2 separate regions of the Danio rerio genome follow, and region 2 is linked to region 1. The links are chromatin contacts, called in public HiCAR-type maps. All regions are on one chromosome and are shown on one strand. Each heading gives the region's core, a stretch centred on a gene start, on an enhancer-like site or on the middle of the called end of the contact. The rest is flanking DNA. Distances are from core to core; before and after follow the strand shown.

Region 1 (5,557 bases), core at 1,291-3,790:
TATTTTTTTCACTTGTTTTAATTTTAAACAATCTTAAAATCTGCTGGTTAAACCCATGTTCAAGACACAGTCTATAAAAATGAGATATTATTTTATGCAGTATAGATTCTCAGGTAAATTGAACCCGTTTTGTTGATATTTTTAATACTTAAAATGAGTTGTTCCGAAACTAGGATATTTAGAAATTTTATTACTATTGACAGGGCAGTGCAGTGGGTAGCACTGTCGCCTCACTGAAAGAAGAACGCTGGTTTGAGCCTTAGCTGAGTCCGTTGGCATTTCTGTGTGGAGTTTGCATGTTCTCCCCATATTCGTGTGGGTTTCCACCGGGTGCTCCGGTTTCCCCAACAAGTCCAAAGACATGCGCCATAGGTGAATTAGGTAAGCTAAATTGGCCGTAGTGTTTGAGTGCAAATAAAAGTGCATGGGTGTTTCCCAGTGATGGGTTGCAGTTGGAATGGCATAGGATGCGTAAATCATATGCTGGATAAGTTGGCGGTTCATTCTGCTCTGGCGATTAATAAAGGGACTAAGCCGAAAAGAAAATGAATGAATGAATTACTATTGACATTCATGTAACTAGTCTGTAGTCTAATTAATGATTTAAACTCCTCACAGTTTTATAATTTATCAAAAATTGCAAGTAATACTACAAAAATGCCATGTTATGGCCCGTTTCCACTGAGTGGTACAGAACAGTACGGGTCGGTATGAGTCACTTTTATCAGGCTTGCGTTTCCACTGCCAAAATGGTTCCAATGGTAGACATGGTGTACTACAGAATTACAGAAAGTTTCAGTTGACGTCATTCTCGCTTGAGGAAATGTCAAAGTAATATATCATAAGAAGCACTTTTCACAAAATACTTGTGTATAAATGTTCATTACTAAGCTTTCTATGAACATGATTTGATTATAACTAGCCTAAAATAGCCTACTATATCATCTGCAATTATATAAAATAAATAAATGCAACATATATGAACACATACAGACTCTTACAGTCTTCGATATACCCATTAAAGAAAATCTACACACAGCATACATTTAGTCCTTATTTGGGTTAAAAAACACACAACATAACAGTCAGAGCAAACCTCTCATCTGTATCTTTAATCTTCACCAGCACATGTAATATCTGGTTAGAAAGTACTTAGGTCATTCCGAGTTTATAATAGTCCAAAAGGTGATGATAATAGTTAAACATGGAAGCTTGTTCATGGCTTAGGTTGCTGAAAAATATTTTGCTCCTTTGTTATTACGCGCTTCATTCTTGCATTTGTCGATTTCTGAAAGGATGTCAGAAGCACTTCAATAATCACACGCACATTATTATCATCAGTTCAAGAAGTTCTTTATTTCAAATCTAGACGCGCGGCAAGCGCAAGTGAGAAAGCGAAACCGCTCATGCTTTAGACGGCCTTGTAAACAACTATGAGGATCAGGGTAGATTCTGTGCTTCTACTTGGCTTTGTGACTGTTGCTCAAGACAACGACAAGGTTTGTTTAAGCTTGGGTCGACCATGGCTCATTATTATATGTATATAATATTACGGTGTAATGTCTCGGCTGTATATTTAAAAATGGCGCTGCCTTTGTTTTTATTCTCCTGCTTGTATACGCAATGGTGAAGTATCTCTGTAAACCAACAGCATTCAGCTAGCTTCGTCTTTTGGTACCCTTTTGTTGTGCTAGGCAGCCTTCCAAAAGGGTACCCAAAAAGTGCCAAGGTACGATTCACTTTTTGGTACCTTTTGACAGTGGAAATGGCCATAAAAGCGCACCGTACTGTACCGTACCACTCTGTGGAAACGGGCCATAAGATACTGAATTCAAAAAAAAAATTGTAAAAATGTTTTTAAATATAATCTTGCATTAAAAAGAGGAAGTCTTACTCTGTCCCTGTTGCGAGTTCTTTACCTGTCAGACATTTCGGAGGGTCTGCAGTGTGTCAGACATTGATGATCAGCCTGACATGAGGCTAATGAGGCCTTGTCAGAAAATTGCCTGACTTATGTTTATGTCTCGTCACTGTGTCTGCTGAATCTGAACACTTTGAACAGTTTCAGCGCTGTCAATCAGAAGGTCACTCTCGGCTGCTATCTACCCTACGGCATCACATACAATCCCACAACAGAATAAAACTAGTGGAGATGTGACAGATGTGTCCCTCAATGCTATTGGAAACAGCTGTTTGTCCTTCCTCCTGCCCCTGAGCTGTACAGACTCTCATTAATTCTCTTCCAAAGCCAACAAACCACACTCAAGCAGTCCTTACATGGGCCACAAAGCCCAGATCAGCATGTGCGACTTCACCAGGATCAGTGTGGGTGTCGATCTGTTCAGGGCACGCTAGATCTGTGAGGCATTTATTGGAGCTCCAAGACGACTGTGAGAGATACAGAGCTCAAGAGAGCAGAGCACGACTCACCTGTGTCAAGGATGCATGGAAGTACAGCTGTGGCTTGTACTTACAAGGTATGTCAGAGCTAGGAAATCTAAGGAGGAAGAAGCGAGTGAGAAAAGGAGAGAGAGAGAGAGAAAGAGTGAGAGAGAGTGGGCGTAAACAAGAACTGAACTGACTCACCCTCTGTGACTCTCTGTTCTCTCTGAAAGTCTTTAAGTGCTGAAAGCTGTCACTTCGGCACAGACAAATCACTTCAGGACAGTTTAGAGAACGAAGCTTGGCATCGCAGTTGGAGGAGAGAAAGGTGCATTCAGTAACCGGGATAATAGTATTTTTGTGCAAATTTGGAGATATTGCATATATAGCAAAATGCTGGATGGAAAAATTGAGATGTGTAAGATTAACAAAATGTATATAAAAGCAGTTCTGCATACCACTTAAAGAAAAAGCATGTGTATGTTAACAAACTAAGAGAGATTTGCATGTTCATTTTAAGTTATTACTGATTGTAATTTTATTAAACAGATGCTTTCATATACTGTCAAGCGATTTTTTTTCAGTGCACCCCACACTGAAAAGCATGCTTTTCTTACTTAGATTTTTTTTCTTAAGAAATAATATGCCAGCCACATGCCAAGCACGTTTTGCGCCTTGTGGCACCGGGTGTATGATAGGGCCTAATATGTCAAAATGAAGCGAGTTTTTCCTGGAAACAACCAAAATATTCTGCCAGTGGTGTAAACAAATTAATCTTTTTTTTTAGTTTTGACATATGATTTGCTGCTTACCCTATTGGCAGATTATTTTAGTTCTTTTAAGGTAAAACTCACTTCCTTTTGACATAATGGACCCTATTGTACACGGCGCAATAAGTGTATGGCATGAATTGTTGCTTTTTTTAGACCAGTGCTGCCCAAATTTTCACGTTTTGTCACGTTGTTAAAAAAGCAAATTCTCATGCGCCACTTTTGTCGACTCATGGGTTTGCCAGTCTAAAAATGAGGTGTGTTAAGATGCATGGTTGACGCTTTTCTATTTTGAGGAACTGAATTAGACTGCGCCATTGACCAACTAATAACTAGTCTAAAGTCCAGAACAAAGTGCGTTATTTATGTGCCTATTCAGGTCCAAACGCTTACACATTGCTTAATATACACAGGATGTTCAGTAATACCCAAATACCTTTACATATGAAAAGGATTAAAATTTTACAAAAATTATGTTTTTCTAAATAAATATAAATCCACTACCTCCATGCCTTCATCTCGGGGTCTTTTTTTAGTTTGTTCATGACAATTTGCTTTTGAATAATGTTATTATTATTATTATTATTATTATTAGCAGTTTTATTTATTATATGCATATTTAGAACTGAATTTAGAAACAGTTTTGAAACAAATCTTTGCGCTAAACCAACAAAATTAAATATGTTGGCTGATAGATGTCTTCGGTGGAGTGTACAATGTTTCCTTTTCCATGAAAGTAAAGGAGTAAAGTAAAGAGTAAAAGTAAAGAGAAAGTTAAGTGGTTGAATGGAGAAGGCTTGTTCTTTATCCTCGTGCTGCAGATAGTCTGTTTAACAGTTTTTTTTTTTTTTTGCTAGTAAAGCGTTCAGTTTCTCTACTTAAAAAGTCCGCTATGTAAATAGCAAATGCGCCATGGCAGGAAGCAACTGACTCTTAAAGGAAATGTAAGATGAGATTCCGATCGGTTTAATGCATGTTATGCTCAAAACACACCCATAACTCGTTAAGAGAATAAGCACAACCCTGTTAGACCATTTGCCAGGGCACAAAGCATATTTCTCTGTTCTTAAAATAGCAAAAGTGGATTCGGACATGCCCTTAATGCTTTTGCGCCATGTGCTTTAGACTTTGCACCTAGACCGTTAAAATAAAGCCCATAATTTAATTTAAAATTCTCTCTTTTTTTGCTTGTCTAGAACATGCAACTTGATTTAAGAATTGTTAAATATTTAGACTAGAATCAGGACCAAAATCAAAGTAAACATTTTTTGCAGTGCAAAATGAAAATGAAAGCAGTTCATTGGAAAACTGTTAATGGAAAGGTTATTTGGAAACCTCCAAATGATTTTTCTAATGCATCACTGTGAAATCTCCACTTTGAAAGTTTTCGTACAAAAAAAAATACTGACTTCACAAAAATGAAGCAATTTGAAAGATTGCATACCCATCAATCATGATACACAGCGCATTCCATTTGGAAGGGTTCATCCCTGTGCCCTACTCTCTTTGAGGGGTTTACCCAGTGAAGTAACAGCTTTGAAGGGATTAGGGCGTAGAGATGACCCTTTCCAAATGAAATGCGCTAGTCAACATCAAACAATTTCCCTATGCAAAGGACCATAGGGGCCTGAAGTGTCCATCCAGTTGACCCTTCTAATTCCTTTTCTTCGAGGGCCTTTTGAAATGGCCAGTTTTAAGCTTCTGTTTGGAATGATGCTTTAATATGGCAGCCATGATTGCTTTCCATGGTGTCCTTTGGAAGGCGAAATATCCATTTGGAACCCACTGACATTATGTTATTGCTTGATATTTTCCTGGATCTTTTGACTGATGTTGAGGTTCGTGATTGATTACAAGTCCCGACAGTAAATCTGCTCACTGTTTATCTAAAAAATCCTTCAGGTTCTGCACACTCTTTGCTTTTCTAGCATTTTTTTTTGCATATTTGAACACTTTCCAACAGCAGCTGTGTGATTTTGAGATCTAGCATTTAACCCTGAGGGCAGTTGATGGACTTGTGCACAACTACTATAAAAGATAAAAACACTGACTGATGCCAACAGCACATTTAAAGCCGGGGGTGTACTTTTTTAACATCATGATGTACATATTTTATTTTAAAATCACATTTTTTATTCAGGCCTGCTTTTTAGAAATATTTATGTTTCACAGAAGACCAAGATGCACAATTTACTTCAGTCATTCAATTTAAAGGTATATTTTTGTCAAAATTAATATGCTTTAAGGTGTTTTTCTTGTTATTTAGGTAATGTTTATTGCTCTATTGTAGTGTTTTCTATGCTAGTGGTGGTGTTATGTCTTTGTGTGTGCTTGACTCTTAGTCTTGGCACTTTTAAATTAATTCAGATTCATCATGTGGCTTTCTGTTGTGACACTTGTGTTAT
Region 2 (5,557 bases), core at 1,399-3,898, 220 kb before region 1:
TGAAGGTCAAACTCTCCGCCATCTGGTTGTGGCGTGAGATGTCATCATTCTTATCTGTTCCTCTCCCATCTCATGTCTGGAATCATGTATGTGCCGGCTACATTTGGTATCAGTAACATAGAGGTTACAGAAACAAATCATGACAAAGATGAAACATGATACATAGACTTCTGCCCTGAGACCATTTATCATTTAATAACATATTAGTGTGTGACCTTGGCCAGGGGGATACAGGAATTGGACCCAAACATATTTCACATGGATATAATATAGCTTCAAAGACTTAGCCTTGCATTAGCAATAAAAAAAATAATTCACCTGTCATACGTCTGTACCGTTCAGTGGTTTTCTGAAGGTGTGTGATATGATTTTTAAGGTTTAATAAATTATAGGTAACAATTTAGCTTAAAACAGCCAAATTCATATTTATGCTTCTATAATGCTAAATATTTTAAGCTCGGGACAAGATAGAGGGCTTCTGTTTTACATTTGATTGCTTCAGGCAAACATTTAAGAGCCCAGTAAATTAAGAACAGACCATGCAGTGTAGGGATGCAGGATATTGGAAAAATCTGATATTGCGATTGTTTTATTTTTCTGCAATAAATATTGCAATATGAGTACAGTTTCACAAGATGGTTCGACTCTATTTAATGCCTTTTCTGGGGTGTCTAACAGTATTCAGGTATGTAAAATTAATTAAGGTAATGCAAAAATTAGTTTCATTCTTCGCTGTTTCTCGTCTCTATTCCAAATTTCACAAAATAATAAATTTTGTTTAAAAAAATATTGTAAAAATATTGTTTTGTTTTCGTTTTCAGAAAAAATAACTCAACATTAAGAGTTTTTCCTTTAAATAAGCTTATTTATCTACCAGTGGGAAAGCAAAATAATCTTGTTTTCGACTTATTTACATTATTATTTATATTGCAATTTTTTTTTTTTGCATAAGTCGAATAAATTTGTATAAATACAGCAATTAAATACAATCATGTAGCTGCTGGTCAACTCTAATTCAGACTCAACAATGCATATTTTGCAATGTAGCTATTGTGGATGCGCACATTGTGATAACGATACTGAAGCGATATATTATGCAGCCCTAATACAGTGATAAGATATTTTTAAAAAGAAAGAAAAACATTTAAACATTAAACTATCTTGTGTGATGCATGCTAACTTAAAGTAACAATTAAATATCCATTGTAATTATAATAAAATATAATGTTTACAATGATTATTTTTTATTGTATTACTTAATTAATACTTCTAGCCAAACTAAAAGAAACAAGACTTTCTCTAGAAGAAAAATATTTTAGGAAATACTGTGTGGAAAAATTCCTTGTGCTGTTAAAAAAAATAAAAATGTCACAGAAGGGCTAATAATGTTGTCTACAATTTTGCTGCTTGTTCAAACTACTTGTTTAAAATGAGTTGACAACACAATTCTAAAGGTGTTTTTGGAAAACAATCCACTTAAATTTGTAAAAACAATTAAGTTCACTTAATTGATTTGTGCTGGAACAACATGAAGGAATTGTGTGGAACAGTATGTACTTCAAAAAATATGTTGCAGCTTGTTTTAACTACTTACAGCGCGAGAAATAAGTATTGAAAACAACACCATTTTTCTCAGAAAGCATATTTCGAAAGCTGCAGTTGACTTGATATTTTTCCTGGATGTTGGTAACAACCAAAGAAAAACCAAAGAGCACCCCGAGGAAAGCCACGCAAACACGGGGAGATCATGCAAACTCTGCACAGAAATGGTAACTGACCCAGCCGAGGCTTGAACCAGCGACCTACTTGCTGTAAAGCGACAGCACTACCCAATGTGCCACCGTGCCACCCATTTTATTGTTATTACACACAACTAATATTTCAGATAAGTTTTTTTTTTTTTTTTTTTATGTATGTAACTTTGCATTGTTTGGGTTTTTACCAAAATCTGGTTCAATTCTATATAAATAGGTCCTTTTAGAAATATCATTCCCAGGAAAAAAATACATGACGTTCAATACTTATTTCCCCTGCTGTATTTAGGATGACCTGAAACAAAACAATTCTTGAGATTTTTTTAGGCAAAATTTTATTGTTTTCTGTTTAATCCACTTAAATTTAAGTTAACTGAATAGATTTGTGTTGGGACAACATGAATGAATTCTGTGGAACTCCTTTCTTTTTTACAGTGTATAAATATTTATATTTATATATTTTTTTCTCATTTACATTTTTAATTATATATTTTAAGCTACAAGTTTTTTGAGTATCTTACGTTTTACAGTACTAGCTGCCTCGATATGCTGAAATACTTTCATCAGCATTTCAGTTTATTAATTGAAATACTTGAAACGCAGCAGACTGACGCCCCTCATTAATCTAAAACATTCTGTCTCAATACATTAGGATACACAAACTTTTAAGTAAACCTCAGATGACTTCTGCAACAAACACTGCGTATTCATCACTCTGACAAAGCGGTGCGATTCATCATCCCAGAATCTTTGTTGTGATTTCTGCTTGTTTACATTTCGCGGCCATTCTCTGGAACACTTTCGCTGTGTGTTTTGGAGCGAGTCCAGTGTTTCGCAGAACTCCAGGAATCTCTGAAATGTCCTGCGCAAGTTAACCGTCGGCTTCCATTACACAATCGCCGGGAAATAACTCATCAAAAGCGTCCCTGAGTGGGCAGCAATCTAGAAATACACCCCTCTGCTCCTGGCCTGACATTTTTAGAAGCAGTTTACCAAACTCGTCTGAACATTTATAGAGAGTTGAATCGAAAAACTAGTGTCTCCAGGGCAACACAGCGAAAACTAAATGGTTACAGGAACCCATTGTGTATTTTCAGAGTAGGCAGCACCAAAAAAAAAACAAAAAAAAAACATGCCTATCATTCAACAGACTGTTAAAGATAAATAAATGAAGCCACTTTTCTGTATGTTTTTTTCTTTCTAGAGGCTTTTAACGTTCGTGACACAGCAGCATGTGTTTATTACTCTGAGATGATGTTAGGTGTGTTTTGCTGGCAGGAAGGGTCAGTCAGTGTCCGTGGGTGAGGTGACATCTCTAATCTGCTCGCAGTTTGACCACCAAGACAGGCTCATCATTACAGAGCGCAGATGCCTTACCAGAAAAGGCCTTCCTTCAGGCAACTGTGAAACAATTAAACCACAGAGAAAAGAGGTGAGATTTTTTTTTTATCTTCTCTGCTTCAATGCTTTGTATCAATTGGTGGATTGTTAGTTCAGGCAGTGGGATATATTAGAGCACTGATAATAATACAAAATTAAAATATAGTTTAAACAAATGTGGCAAGATCTCAAAAATTTACTTTTTGAATTCATTTTGGTTTCATTTGGTATTGTTGACCCTAAACATCAAGGGTCTCCAGGTGTGTGACCAAAAGCAGCCAATCAAAAATCAAATCAAAACTCAGGATATGCCACATTCACTGTTATGTTATACTCAGTTGAACTTGAAATAATAATAATATAATAAGAAACTTAAATTTTATATAGCACTTTTAAAATTAGCTTCCCGAATTGCTTTTTCGACATATAAAAATACAGAAGCAAAAGACCCATACGAGGATACATGGTTAAAAGACTAAACACTAACTCACTCACTCACTTTCTTCGCCTTAGTCCCAGGGGTCGTCTCAGTGGAATGAACTGCCAATTACTCTGGGATATATCTTATGTGACGGATGCTCTTCCAGCTGCAATCCGAAACTGGGAAACATCTAAACCAGGGATAATGAAACTTGTTTCTGGCGGTCTGGTGTCCTGCAGATTTTTAGCTCCAACCCTAATCAAACACCTGAACAACCTTATCAAGGTCATATTAGGTATACTTGAGACACCTGGGCAGGTGTATTGAGGCAAGTTGGAGCTAAACCTTGCAGGGCACCAGACCTCCAGGAACGAAATTAGTAACCCCTGATCTATACATTCTTTCACACACTACGGCCAATTATATTTTCCCAATTCCCCTAGACCCCATGTTTTTGGACTATAGGTGAAATCGTAACACCCGGAGGAAACGCACACAAACCCTGCCAGGACTCAAACCAGCGACCTTTTTGAAATAGTCACTAGTTAATAAAATCAATAGTTAAACAGTTTGTTTTTTATAAAGGAGTTCATATCCCTTAAAATACAAATATTTTTGCACAGAAAATGTAAGATATTTCAATACTTCGTTTATATTTTTATATTGACAATATGTCAAACCTATTTACTTAGGAAAATAAATGATCCAACTTTGAGCGAAAACTAAAGACTTTGCAACTCTAATATAATCAACTAATATAATTATGGTTGTAGTTAAACAAATATAAAATGCTTTTTGTTGCTTGAAGAGGGTCAACTAATATAATGTTATGTAATATATTTATAAGAACAACTACATTTTAGTTTAAATAGCCTATAAGGAAATTTCTTATTTTCGTTTATTTAACTTGATGTTAAAATAACAAAAAACAAAACTACAAATGGAAACCCTTTATTTTGATGGTCTGTTTGAGTATTAGTAGACTATCTGCTTAATATATGTTGATACTGCTCCTTTAACAGACATTTAACTGATGATAAGAAACTTTATAAGCAAGTACATGTCAACTTACACCAACCCTAACCCTAACCCCCAACCTAACAGTCTACTTATAATCTAATTAGAATTAGTTGGCATGTAGTTGCAATGTAACTTATTTCAACAAGCAGAGTATGAAAATAAAGTGTGACCTTACATATATCAAAGAGATTTGTCATAAAAATGCCATAGCACAATTTAGTAGAACTTTAACCAAAATATTCATGAAAATAGAGAATATAAAAATAAACACTAATAATTATTTTAAAAAACGTGTATCTCTGAGGTTCTAAAACAAGGGTGCCCAAACATTTTCATATAAAAGGACAAAAACCAAACTTTATTGAGAGCTGTGGTTCGAAGTTGAATATTCCAAACCGTATTACCATAAATTTGCCATGTGTAATTTTCAAATTTATTTGGTGATATTTAAAAATAACTCGAAAAATTAATGAAATGTCATTTGTAACATTTTATAATGAACTTAATATAGTAAAAACATAAACAATCCCATTTATAACACAATGGAGAGCAATTTACCAAGGCATTATTAAAATACTAATTCATGTTTGTTAGCATTAGTTAATGCACTGACAATGAACAACAGTATTTTCTTATTACTGTTAGCAAGCATTGAATAAATACTGTAATAAATGTATTGTTCATTGTTTGATCATGTTAGTAAATGCATTACCTTATTAAACTATTGTATAGTGTTACTGTAATGTGTAATACATAAGAAATATTAATTCTACATCTTGCTTTGTCATAAAAAGGTCAGATGTGCAGCAATCTGCTCTAGTCTAGGATATTATTTCCAGTTTTATGTTTCTCCCCTGCATGTTCATGCATGTTCACTGAACCACATGACTTTGATTTGGCAGACAAAGGTTTTTCAATTTTTAATAAGCAGTGAACCTGTTTTGTTGCCAAACTACTTCATAAGGTTTCCTTTTAAGAATTT

Evidence for each region. HiCAR-type assays count read pairs that join an accessible place to other places.
Region 2: a HiCAR-type map of caudal fin shows a contact between it and region 1, with 4 times the contacts expected there. The contact joins two enhancer-like sites. A contact is called at or near these places in 2 of 4 datasets of contacts at active chromatin or transcription factors (caudal fin and pancreas).

The regions. Positions count from the first base shown.
Region 1 is chr8:20,851,849-20,857,405 of GRCz12tu, reverse strand. All of the region lies in intron 12 of sema6bb (sema domain, transmembrane domain (TM), and cytoplasmic domain, (semaphorin) 6Bb), which reads left to right. Among named protein-coding and RNA genes, the nearest start is that of rorca, 93 kb to the right of the region's middle. Within about 2 kb of position 2,540, at least 6 of the 62 cell types and tissues checked have an H3K27ac peak or open chromatin away from gene starts, as enhancers often do. A contact at or near this core is called in caudal fin, where this site is marked.
Region 2 is chr8:21,074,357-21,079,913 of GRCz12tu, reverse strand. It overlaps sema6bb (sema domain, transmembrane domain (TM), and cytoplasmic domain, (semaphorin) 6Bb), which reads left to right. Exons shown (of 19, transcript XM_073910233.1): 3 at 3,033-3,186. Among named protein-coding and RNA genes, the nearest start is that of si:ch73-272h24.1, 8.3 kb to the left of the region's middle. Within about 2 kb of position 2,648, at least 14 of the 62 cell types and tissues checked have an H3K27ac peak or open chromatin away from gene starts, as enhancers often do. A contact at or near this core is called in caudal fin, where this site is marked.